2 separate regions of the Pan troglodytes genome follow, and region 2 is linked to region 1. A link is a contact called in public capture Hi-C data. All regions are on one chromosome and are shown on one strand. The core of a region is the stretch at or near the end of the contact, and the rest is flanking DNA. Distances in the headings are between cores, read along the strand shown. Region 1 has its middle 76 kb from the start of SPACA7. Region 2 has its middle 18 kb from the start of TUBGCP3.

Evidence for each region. Capture Hi-C pulls out chosen DNA fragments and counts their contacts.
Region 2: a contact with region 1 is called in a capture Hi-C map of stem cell-derived neural stem cells, with 5 times the contacts expected there. The contact joins two enhancer-like sites. A contact is called at or near these places in 2 of 7 Hi-C or Micro-C datasets (induced pluripotent stem cells and stem cell-derived neural progenitor cells) and 1 of 1 other capture datasets (stem cell-derived neural stem cells).

Annotation. Positions count from the first base shown.
Region 1 is chr14:118,063,533-118,069,391 of NHGRI_mPanTro3-v2.0_pri, reverse strand. No RefSeq gene overlaps it. Among named protein-coding and RNA genes, the nearest start is that of SPACA7, 76 kb to the right of the region's middle. Within about 2 kb of position 2,196, at least 3 of the 24 cell types and tissues checked have an H3K27ac peak or open chromatin away from gene starts, as enhancers often do. A contact at or near this core is called in stem cell-derived neural stem cells, where this site is marked.
Region 2 is chr14:118,217,753-118,223,611 of NHGRI_mPanTro3-v2.0_pri, reverse strand. No RefSeq gene overlaps it. Among named protein-coding and RNA genes, the nearest start is that of TUBGCP3, 18 kb to the right of the region's middle. Within about 2 kb of position 2,806, at least 18 of the 24 cell types and tissues checked have an H3K27ac peak or open chromatin away from gene starts, as enhancers often do. A contact at or near this core is called in stem cell-derived neural stem cells, where this site is marked.

The DNA of each region.
Region 1 (5,859 bases), core at 947-3,446:
AGGGGGTCTGGCCCTAATGGGGCTCCCGTTGTCCCTCAGCATGGCCTCTGCTGGGGGTGGTGGCCCGAACCCGCACTCCAGGGGCCCAAGCTCCAGCTAGACGTGCCCAGCTGAGCTGTGTGGTTGCCCTTGGGAACCACAGTGGGTCGGGAATCAGGCGCCCCAGGGATGTCTGGCTCTACACTGTCCCTCCCTCCCACAGCACAAGGCCTAGTCCCCTCCCTGCCCTGCCCAGAGCCCCCAGTTCCTGCACTCGCGACCCAACTCCTTTGTCCCCACTGACTCCTTTGTCCCCACCTTTACAGACTATCCCTGTCCCTCTGGCGACCCTGCTTGTGCCTGCTGCTTCCTGCTGTTATCCCTCCCGGTACCACATTCTAATCACTTGCGATTAGATCGGCACTCAGGCCTCTCTGGACACCCGAGCATGACTTCTGGGACAAGCTGTGTCTTCTCCCCCAACCTTTAAAAATGTGAACCATGATTCAGGTGGTGAATAAAAGCTGGCACGGAATTAAGCGGTGGATGGATGCGACATCTTTATCGCTGTGTCCTGATTGTGGTGCAGGACGGTCCTCGCGGTGCCGTGGCTGTTTCTGTGGCGGTCGTCGGCACACTGTGGTGGTGACTGTGGCTCACATGCACCCTTGGAGACCCTCGGAGGTGGCACCACATCTGAGGACACAGCAGCCCCGGCGGCCTCACCCTCTCATTGAGGATTCCCGCCATCACCTGGCGACATCCCCTGAAGATTCTTTTTAAGAAGTCTGTGCCCTACACGGCAACAATAGGCTGTAGGCGTCACGCTCCTGTGATTGTGAAGTCAAGCGACCGCGGCGTCAGGCGGGGCTCCGTGCTGTGAGTGTGGCCAGGCTTGCAGCTGTCAGTGCTGGGGAGAAGTTCAGGGGTCCGGGCGTCTAGGCGGTCCTTCTCTGATGCCACATCCTGGGAATGGAACTCCCTGAACGGAGGGGCTTCTCTCCGTTTTCTCAGGGCAGTTTTGTGATTGGCGTTGGCCTTGTGTTCCTTCCTTCCCTCACTGATGTGCACCCGACGCCTGCATGTGGACTGACAGCCTGGGGTCAGGACGCTGCTGGGGGTCAGGGGTATGTGGTGGGCTGCGGTGGGGTGTGGTGAAGCCTGCCTGGCCTCGAGCCCGGTGGAGGCTCTGGGAAGCCCCCTGCTTCCTAGTCCTGACGGGGGCCGGTCTCCACCTTCCTTTGGTGTTCCAGAGACCTGAAGCGGAGGGGCCAGTGTGGCTCCAAGGTGGCCGGGGCTGTGCGGTGGGCTCCGGAGCCCCCGAAGCACTCTCTTTCTGCAGAACCGCATCTGGTTCTGCAGAACCGCATCTGGGCCTCTGGAAGGAAGCTGCAAATGAGCCGGCAGCAGCTTCCCCGATGGCCCTGTCTTGGCAGCCCTCATCCGGGCAAGGACTCTGGGAGAGCAGGGCCACTCTGTGATGCCACCGCCGGGATGGCTGAGCTCCAGCGTGGTGCCCGTCCTGGGTCTGAGGGCCCGGAAGCCGCCCTTCCGTCTGCTGCCAGGAGTGTGTGTGCCCAGCACTGGAGAGCAGTGAGAGGCACTGGTTTCCCAGCACACAGTGTGCGCCTGCCCGCTCACTCTCCCGGCTCTGTGTGTGGGCCCTTCACCGGCCAGTGTGTAGCTGCATGGTGTTTCTGGGGGGCTGCTGGCCTGCCAGGCATGGCCTCTCAGTGGCCAGCATGGGGTCTGGGGGTGGTCTGGGATGGCCAGGCGAGGGGCTGGGGGCTCGGGGGCAGCTGTCAGCCCTCGGGTGTCACCCTGCACTTCCTGCCCCGTGGCCACATCCTCCCACCCTCTTCTCTGTACATCACGCTCAAGAACAAACAAAAAATCTCACCAAACGCGCGTTGGAGGTGGCCAGGCTGGCTCCATTCTGGGGGCCCTGGTGATAGGTTTCAGGATGGCAGCAGCAGGGCCGTGGGATGGGGAGAGTGGACTCAGCTCCTCCTGCCGTGAGGATGGGGAGGGAGGGGACAGGACGTGTAACTGTGGACGAGGAAGGGCCGGGGATGGAACACCGTGAACAAGAAGCATCAGGGTGAGGGGCTCCGACAGATTTGACAGGACGACGGCTGACGGCCGGCAGGGCTCCCATGACGCTGATGTGCCGGTATTTTCACCCAGTGGAGCGGCTCCCCCTCACAAGGACAGAGCGGGAAGCCCCAGATCAGGCCTCATTAGAAAGGGCTCAGGAGCCAACTGAGTGTGGGCCAAGGAGAGCCTCTGCGGGCCGACGTGCCCACCTCCATCGTCAGCCAGGGCCCGTCCATGGCACCAGTCCCCTGCCAGCCTCCTGATGCTGTCCAGGCGGGCAGGGGCCTTTCGGGCCAGGGGAAGAAAGTGACACCTGCCCTTCTGTGCCTGGCTTTGGGTCACCTGTCCCCGTCCCAGGGCGGCATGGCACAGGTCTGAGGGCTCTGCTGGTCACTCAGCCCCTGAGGCAGCCCCGCCAGCCCAGGCCCGAGCACCTCTTCCCTCCAGGCTGGGCACAGCCAGTCCCCACCTCCCACCTTCCGCCTCCACCAGTCCCGGGACATGGAGTCACACCTTGGACGAGATTCATACTGTGTCATCAGCTGGCGCACAGGTGACTCCGGAGCGCGGATCGTGCCGATCGGCCCAGGGAGGCTCCGCGCCGTCACCATCTCTCCCCACGCCCTCTGCCCATCCCTGTCCACCCCCTGACCCACACACCCTTGGCTCTAACCCGGGATTTCGGGTTTTGCTGCCATTTAGAAATGACGTTCTTACTTGTTGAATTCTAAAATGGAAGCAACACAGCTGTCTAGTAAATCAAATTTAGTGAATAAACGAGCCGTTCTTGTTTAGTATTGTCTTTAGGTCTTATTTCTCATGTCTCCTTTCATTAGAGGTTTTCATTGTAATCTCTTCGGCTCAACAAAGACAACCAAATCTGCCCTGTTAATTTTGTAATTGAGGTCTATGCAAACATATTGCCATAGCCATGGAAAATGTTTACTCTTTTTCAGCTGAACACACAGTACATTTTTAGTTGAATAAGATCCAACTGAAAGGCATAAATCAAGTGTTTAAAAATAGAAAGAGGATCGCAAAGCCTAGTATGTCAATATGCTCGTCAAGTGTTAATGCAGCGAGGCAGAGTTAGGCGGCCCCGGGCGCTGGAAACTGCCTTTGACCTCCTCCCTGCCCCTCTGCGTCTACAGTTCAGTTCTCACAGAGGCCTCTGGCGGGAGGAGCCAGCATTTAGAATACAGATGGCCAAAGGAAACACCATTTTTAAATAGTTACTTTAGAAAAATCCTTTCAGATGAAAAAATCTGCTATGGTTGATCTTTCTGGTGTTGGTGAAAGGAAAGAGAAATCTCCGTGTGGGGAGGCCCTGGGCCGCGTTCAGGGACCGAGCCCTGTGGAGCGGAAAGGCTCGAGACTGGACCTATCTTGCAAAAACAAGGCTCCTGTTAGCAGAATTGAAGTCAATTGAGGAGCTGGAAGAAGACAGGTCCCTTCTCTAAAGCACTGTGATTAGCTCAAGCTCGTTGGATTTGCACTTTTGGAGACGATGTGTTCAGTGAGGGCTGTGGAAGGCTAGGCAGGCTGGACGCCCGGCTAGAGGCCAAGCCTGCAGACGGCAGAAAGGCGAATGCGCCTTCCAGATGGCCGCCTTTCCTGAAGAACTGCCTGGGGTTGCATTTGTGGAAGCCAGCCATCCTTCATCAACAAAGCAACAAATATCGATTGTTTAATTTACACATTTTCATTTTCATAATTTTATTTGTACACATTTGAACACCCTGAGGTTTGTAAACATTTAGTAACTTATCCAAAGGTCACAGGACTATCCACGCTTCAAATCCGGGCCCCTGTCCTGGACTTGCAGGGGTGCAGGATGAAGAATCCCCAGCCTGCTGTGAGGGACCTGAGGCTGCTGGGAGAGCTGGGAGGTGTGTTTGGTTGTGATGATGAAGCGTGCACGGTCACTGGGAGAGCTGGGAGGTGTGTGCGGTTGTGATGATGAAGTGTGCACGGTGGTTGGGAGAGCTGGGAGGTGTGTGTGGTTGTGATGATGAAGTGTGCACGGTGGCTGGGAGAGCTGGGAGGTGTGTGTGGTTGTGATGATGAAGTGTGCACGGTGGCTGGGAGAGCTGAGAAGTGTGTGCGGTTGCAATGACGAAGTGTGCACGGTGGCTGGGAGAGCTGGGAGGTGTGTGTGGTTGTGATGAAGCATGCGCGGTCGCTGGGAGAGCTGGGAGGTGTGTGTGGTTGTGATGATGAAGTGTGCACGGTGGCTGGGAGAGCTGGGAGGTGTGTGCAGTTGCGATGACAAAGTGTGCACAGTGACGGCACCGCAAAATGTGACGGAGGCTCCGAGCAGGGGTTCCCAGGGGCCGGAGGCTGGGTCTACCCTGGTTGGGGCTGGCCCGGTGGAAGAAGCGAGAAAGGCAGTCTCGGGAACAGTGACGTGTGGAGATGGGAGGATGAGACACGCCCCCAGTACTGAAGGAGACCCTGGTGGTGGCAAAGGCGGGTTGGGACAGAATGTGGGAGGCTTTGAACATCAAGACACGAGTCTGGACTCATTTATAGTCAGTATTTTTTTATGAGTTAAACAAAAAGACGTGTGGCATTTTGGGGTCTGGACACTTTTAAATCAATGACTCCTAAGTGTTTACAAAGCAGGAAACAAGGTTTGAACCATGAGCTTCAGGAGCAGGACAGGCTCCTGGAGCCTGAAAGGAGCCCAGTCTCCCTCTCTGTGGGCGGCCGGATGCTCCTGACTTGGGTCAAGAGGGAGAGTCGTTCTCCTAGTCTCCATGCTGGTCTGTGACCACTGCCTCTCATTCAAGATGACCCTTTCGGGGTGTTGAGGACTGAGGCAGCTCTGGAATGTCACCCTACCTGTAACCTAACCTGCCCAGCTTCATGGGTGCTGGGAGGAGATATGGGGCTCTGAGGTCAGGGAGGGAGGACAGCTTGTTACAGCAGTGACAGTGGCTGGGAACCCGCAGGACCCCATGTCTACTCAGCCCCGTGAAGGGACCAGTGCTGCCGCACACACCATGAGTCAGGGTTATAGGAGAGCACCCCTGAGTCTTCTGCCACAGAGGAAGGCACTGCCTTTGCCTTCCAAGGCTGTATTTGCTTTCAGGTGTCCTTGAACAGGTAGCCCTGAACAAAGGGGAGGCCAGTGTCTCGCTACATGGGGTGTATGGAAAATGTGCCACCCGCGGAGAATTGCCTTCCAGTGTTGAATCGGTGGCAGCTGGCAGACCCAGCTGAGCTGTGCTGTGGCTAAGCCAGTGGTGGGAGAGGCCTTGCCCCTGGAAGCATGGTGCCCATGTGTTGCTGCCACGTCCCTGGGGTCTCTGGGCTGGAGTTCCAAAGTCGTCTTCATCATGAAGAAGCACATCCAGGCTATGGGCAGAACTGTCTTGAAGCCGTCCAGCGGTTTAAATTCTACATTCTGTGGGGCATGCACGGGGTTGGCTTATTCAACCTTCCTTCCATTCTCCCTGTGGTTGGAGAAGACAGAGAACAAAACAACTCATTTCCGAGATGCTTGGCAGCCGGGCAGAGTCCACCAACGAGAGGCACCCAAAGGCAATCCAAAAGACAGGCGGAAGAGGAGCGCATCTTGTTGCCATTGTGCCGTGTTTGCTGGAAAGCACCATTGTTAAGATGTGAGTATTTCTGCGTGATGTCCGTTCTTCAAACCCCAGACGCGGTTGGATGGCAGCAGATGGCAGCCGCGACCCCGCGGGCTCCCGGCTTCTGCTCCTGGTCCCCAGCTGGCTCAGGTGAATCCATGGTCAATGGCAGCCCCAGGAATGGCGGCCC
Region 2 (5,859 bases), core at 1,557-4,056, 150 kb before region 1:
TCCATCTCAAAAAAAAAAAAAAAAAAAAAAAGAATAGTTTTATTGCTCTTCTCTTATTGATGAAATTTTGGTCTTCTTTTTTTGGGACTGAGTTTCACTCTTGTTGCCCAGGCTGGAGTATAGTGGCAAAATCTTGGCTCACTGCAAGCTCTGCCTCCCAGGTTCAAGCGATTCTTCTGCTTCAGCCTCACGAGTAGCTGGGACTACAGGTGCACGCCACCACACCTGGCTAATTTTTGTATTTTTAGTAGAGACAGGGTTTCCCATGTTGGCCAGGCTGGTCTCAAACTCCTGATCTCAGGTGTCCGCCCGCCTCAGCCTCCCGAAGTGCTGGGATTACAGGTGTGAGCCACTGTGCCCAGTCAATTTTTGGTCTTCTTTTAACATTTTCTTTCTGTTCAGCAGGTTTCTTTCAGCCCATTTCTGTTAGTTTTCGTTTGTCTGAGAATGTCTTTATTTCCCTTTTACTCCTGAAGACTCATTTTGCCAGGTCTCGGATTTGCAGCCGACAGTCTTTTCCTCCTGGACTCCATGGTTTCAGATTTCTAAGCTTGCTTCTTTGTCTTTGAAAAGGTTTTATTCTGATGTGACTTGGTGTGAATTTGTGGGGGGTTTATCCTAACTGGCATTCTCTCAGTTTCCTGAATCTGTAGATTTATGTCTTTTGCCAAATCTGGAAAGTTTTCAGATATAATTTCTTTTCAGCCCCACACTCTCCTTTCCTATGGGACTCTAATGCTGTGAATGTTAGATCTTTTCTTACTGCCCTATAGACCCTGAGGCTCTGTTCATTTTTTTTAGTCCATCTTCTTTCTGTTGTTCAGAGTGTAAATGTTATTGCTCAGTCTTCACGTTCACTGGTTCTAACCTCTTTCGTCTCCATTCTGCTATTAAGCTCATTTAGCATGTTTTCATTTCTGTTATTTTACTTTTCAGTTCTATAATTTCTACTTGGTCCTTTTAAAATAATTTCTCGTTTTTGCTAAGTTTCCTATTTGTTCATTTATTTCAACTGAGTTCATAATTGTTTGTTGAAGCATTGTTGTGGCTGCTTTGAGCATCTTATAACTCCACCATCTGATTTACTTTACTGTGGTGTCAGCTGATTGTCTTTTCTTATTCAAGTTGTGTTTCTCCTGCTTCTTGTTGTGACAAGCAATATTTGCTTGTATCCTGCACACTTTTAATATTATGCCAAGATTCTTGATCCTATTTAAGTTTCTGATTTTTAACAGACAGTAGCTTTGTTTAGGTTCAGTGTATAGGACCTGGCCTATTTTTGTGAACTGTAATTCCAGTAACAATTTGGTTTTCAGAGCCTTGCAAGGCTAATCTGGTCTAGTTCAGATTTCAGCAAGGTGCAATTTTTTAATAAGCATCTACTCATTTCGTAATTAGAAAAATAAAAACTCACTGTACACATGCATCTTATATACAACATGTTAGTATGGATGACACCAGGGCCAAGTGAATACCAGAGTCAAGAACCAAGAGTCAAGGCCATAGGAGAAGAAACAAGTCATACAGTTCAGGGGTGACAGTGGCAGGCAGGACTATCTGACATTCCCAGGTAGCAATAGTTTGTGGGCATGAGGCCTCTGTGCACACTGGGTTATATAACACATGCTTATTTCAAAGGCACCATCTAGCATCTGAGAGGTGTTTGCCTAGAGGCCAGCCTTGGATTCAAATTTAGGACTTGTGGCTCTGAAGCCACAATGTTACTGGTTGCAAAGTAAGATACAAGATAAAACAATCTTAATTAATTAATTTTACACTTTTAAAAAACAGCTACTAGAAATTTTACTTTATACCCGTGAAACTCATTTGTGATGCACAGGGTTTCTTGTGCTGTGGAGATGAGACCATCTCTGTTTGCCGAATCAATAAATCTCTACAGCCGGAGCTTTATTAAGTACTACTATTGAAATAATTGGATAAATTTAGATTCTCTATTTTCCCATTCATCTTGGATTAGTTTTAATATATAAAATAATGCAATCCTGACATATGTATAATGCTAAATTAAGGTTCATTTAAAAACAGACTCAGTATGCTAAAGTGAATCTCTCTATTGATCTTATTCATGTAATCTTGAAAAAGTTCATTTATTGAAATCTACAAATAAAAATTCCATACCCTCTTTTACTGCTGCCATTTTTAGATGCCTGCCAGGTATTTTTTAAACCTCTCAAAATCCTGCAAGTGAAATCTACTTTGAGGATTGGAACACGGAAGTCCAAAGCAGTATCTCGCTCGGAGTCGTCTCTGGCACTGGGATTTCACCAGGACTTTCTGAAGGGCTTTGCAGGGCACCTTGCAGCCTCCAACGTTCTCTTGCTCGTGCAGGGTGGAACGAGCTCGTCCGCATTCTGAAAACCGCCTTTTTCAGTCAGGCAAAGATTGTGGGCCACGATCAAATAGACTCATTTGTGGAACTAGGAGAACCCTCCTGATGATCTGACAGTTATTCTTAGATTCAGTCTCTGAGATCGGTTGCGATTCCCGCTGGACGGCAGGGGGCAGCACCAGGCCGCCTCAGGGCCGGACCCGCGCGGGCGGTGCCGCCGCTTCCCCTCAGGCTGCCGGTGTGGGTGGGGCAGCCCGTGGCCTGGGCGGAGTCGGGAAGGGCCTGGCGGGCGAGAGCCTCAGACGGAGGGAAGGAGAGGGCGCCTTTCCGCGCTTCTGTTTCCCTGGAGGAGGGAAAGAAGTTGAGAAAATTCAGAGCCAAATGTAGATTTTCTCAAGTGCCTCATTCCACACAGCGATCTTGCTGGTAACCGGGAGTGCGTTTCTTCTGCATCCGATGTTCAAATGCTGTCTTCCAAAATGTTTCTGACCGTGGCAGGAATTTCAAACGAAATCCTAGGAGCTAGATGAAGAGTTACAGACAATCGCGAATTTCCAGGCAACACGCCAGGGATTTGGGGAAGAGAACAGTAAAACGTAACAGAAATAGCAGCTTCCTGACACGGCGGAAGTCATCTGGTGAAGATTTTTTATACATTTTATATCGACTTTTTAATCTCCTAATTTATTAGTAAAGTGTTGACCTAAGAAGTAAGAATGCATTTTGTAGCTCATCATTGTTTAAATAGAGGCTTTGAAATTCAGTCCCTCTTGGTGATTGTAGCCGCCATTAGAAAGTGGCTGCGGGAGGGGTCTGGCCTCTGCTCAGCCACTCACTGCTGTGTGATCTTGGGCAGAGCACTTGATGTCTCTGAGCCCGTCTCCTGAAGCCCAAAGCCAGGCTGTAATATCTGTGTCGGCTGTTCCGTGAGGAAAGATGCCTCATCTCTAGCTCTTCCTCAAGGCTATGAATATAATCAAAGGCGGATGCTCAGGGCTGTGAATAAGAGTTCAGTGAGGCAGCGTTTTATCCAGTGCATTCCTCTTCCCAGGCATCTGTGACATCGTCTTACCGACCAGCTGCCCCACTCTGGGACATTTCCATCGCTTTGCAGTGGCCGCACTGACAGTCGACAGCTGCGCCAGGACTTAAGGCTCCAGCCTGGTCCCCTCCTTGCTTCCCAGCACTGCCTGGTCAAATGGTGGAGGACAGAGTGGAGGCAGAAGACGGAGGCGCAGCCGACACGTGGACTAAGGGCTCTCCAGGCATTCCGACTTCTGAAGAGGTGGCTGACAGCCTGAGCTCCATGGAAAGGTTGGGATAAAGAGCCTGTGTGATTGTCTACTCCAAATTCATGACTTTACAGATGGGCTTCAGCCAATGGTTTGGGTCCCAAGCTGTTGTTATTATTATTATTATTATCATTATCATTTAAGACAGTCTCGCTCTGTCACCCAGGCTGGAGTGCAGTGGTGCGATCTTGGCTCACTGCAGCCTCCGCCTCCCGGGTTCAAGTGATTCTCCTGCCTCAGCCTCCTGAGTAGCTGGGATTACAGGTGCCTGCCACCAGGCCCGGCTAATTTTTTTTTATTTTTAGTAGAAACGGGGTTTCACCATGTTGGCTAGGCTGGTCTCAAACTCCTGACCTTAAGTGATCTGCCCGCCTCGGCCTTCCAAAGTGCTGGGATTACAGGCATAAGCCACCGTGCCCGGCCCCAAGCTGCTTTTAGAATGGCTTTTACTTTCTTATATGTAATAGTGAAGAATTTAAAAATGTAAAGACAAGCCAGATGTCATGTTTGAAGAGGGAAATTAATCCCATAAAGAGCAGCACATCCATGTGATGGGGTATTAGGAGGCCCTTAATAGCCAAGGGTTAGCCTTTTTGATGACATAGAAAAATATGAGATATGATATTGAGTGAAAAGGGAGGTTATAAAATATCATGTGTAGTGCAATCACAAGTGTATGCACACACGCGGTGGAGAGAGACTGGGCGGACAGCACTAACCCATTACCAGGGCTGTCTCCTGACTTTTATCCTTTAGGTATTTTTTGTGGTTTCCAAATTTTTCAATGCACATTTATTAGGAGCAGGAAAAAACTTATTTTTGCCAATGAAATAAAAATAAATTTGGGCCAGGCATGGTAGCTCACTTCTGTAATTACAGCACTTTGGGAGTCTGAGGTGGGTGGGTTGCTTGAGCCCAGGAGTTCAAGACCAGTCTAGGCAACATGTCAAGACCTCATCTCTACAAAAAATTAAAACATGCGCTGGGTATGGTGGCATATGCCTGTAGTCCCAGCTACTCAGGAGGCTGAGGTGGGAGGATTACTCGAGTCTGGGAGGTCAATGCTGCAGTGAGCTGTGATGACACCAGTGCACTCCAGCCTGGATGACAGAGTGAGACCCTGTCTCAACAACAAAACAATCAAGTGTGTTGGTGAATATTTGAAGATAGTTTCTCAAACTAAAAGATACCCAAAGAAAACCTTGGAAATATAAAAATAATGCATGAATTGAAAACAAAAAGCCATAATACAAGACTCTAAAGATCTGGAATGAAACCTAATAAGAGACTGGTAGGTCAAATGAGAGCAAAGCATTTGAATTTGACTGGATTGTTTTCTCACTGGAAATAGTGATTCTATGAGTTCATCATTAACACATTTTTTGACTGGAAAACTGCTATAGGACCCCAGGGAGGACTACATTTGAACAGAGGAAGTGGGCAGTGTTAAGTCTCTGTTCTAGCTCTTGGTTCTAGAATAGGAGAGTTAAGAGCACCAATTTGGGATGAAGAAAGCAGAAAGCAATTATCGATATCAATCAAGAGAGCAGAACAGCCTCTCTCCCTCCATCCTCCCTCTGCCCTCTTCTCCCTTCCTCCTTCTCTGCTTTCCTTTCACTCTGTGTATGTTAGCTTTGGCCCCATTCCATAAGCCGAGATAAAAATGCTAGGCATGATAAATTTGTGACTGTTACTAACATTTAGGATTTTTTTTTTTGAGATGGAGTTTCACTCATGTTGCCCAGGCTGGGTGCCATGGTGCGATCTCGGCTCACTGCAACCTCTGCCTTCCGGGTTCAAGCAATTCTCCTGCCACAGCCTCGCAAGTAACTGGGACTACAGGCGCATGCCACCATGCCCGGCTAATTTCTTTTGTATTTTTAGTAGAGACAAGGTTTCACCGTGTTGGCCAGGATGGTCTCGATCTCCTGACCTTGTGATCTGCCCACCTCAGTCTCCCAAAGCACTGGGATTACAGGCGTGAGCCACCACACCTAGCACATTTAGGATCGTTATATGGAATTCTTCATATCTTCTAAGTTTTAAAAAAACAAAATCTACCAAATATTAGAGATTTAGTAGTTAAATAAAATCATTAGGAAAGAGCAAAGACTTGCCCAGTTTTAGGTGGAGTAAATTCTGGAACTTTTAATACAAAGATAGGCTGGGAAACTGCAAAGATAACTTCGTGGTTCTTCTTGTATGCAAATCTGTGAT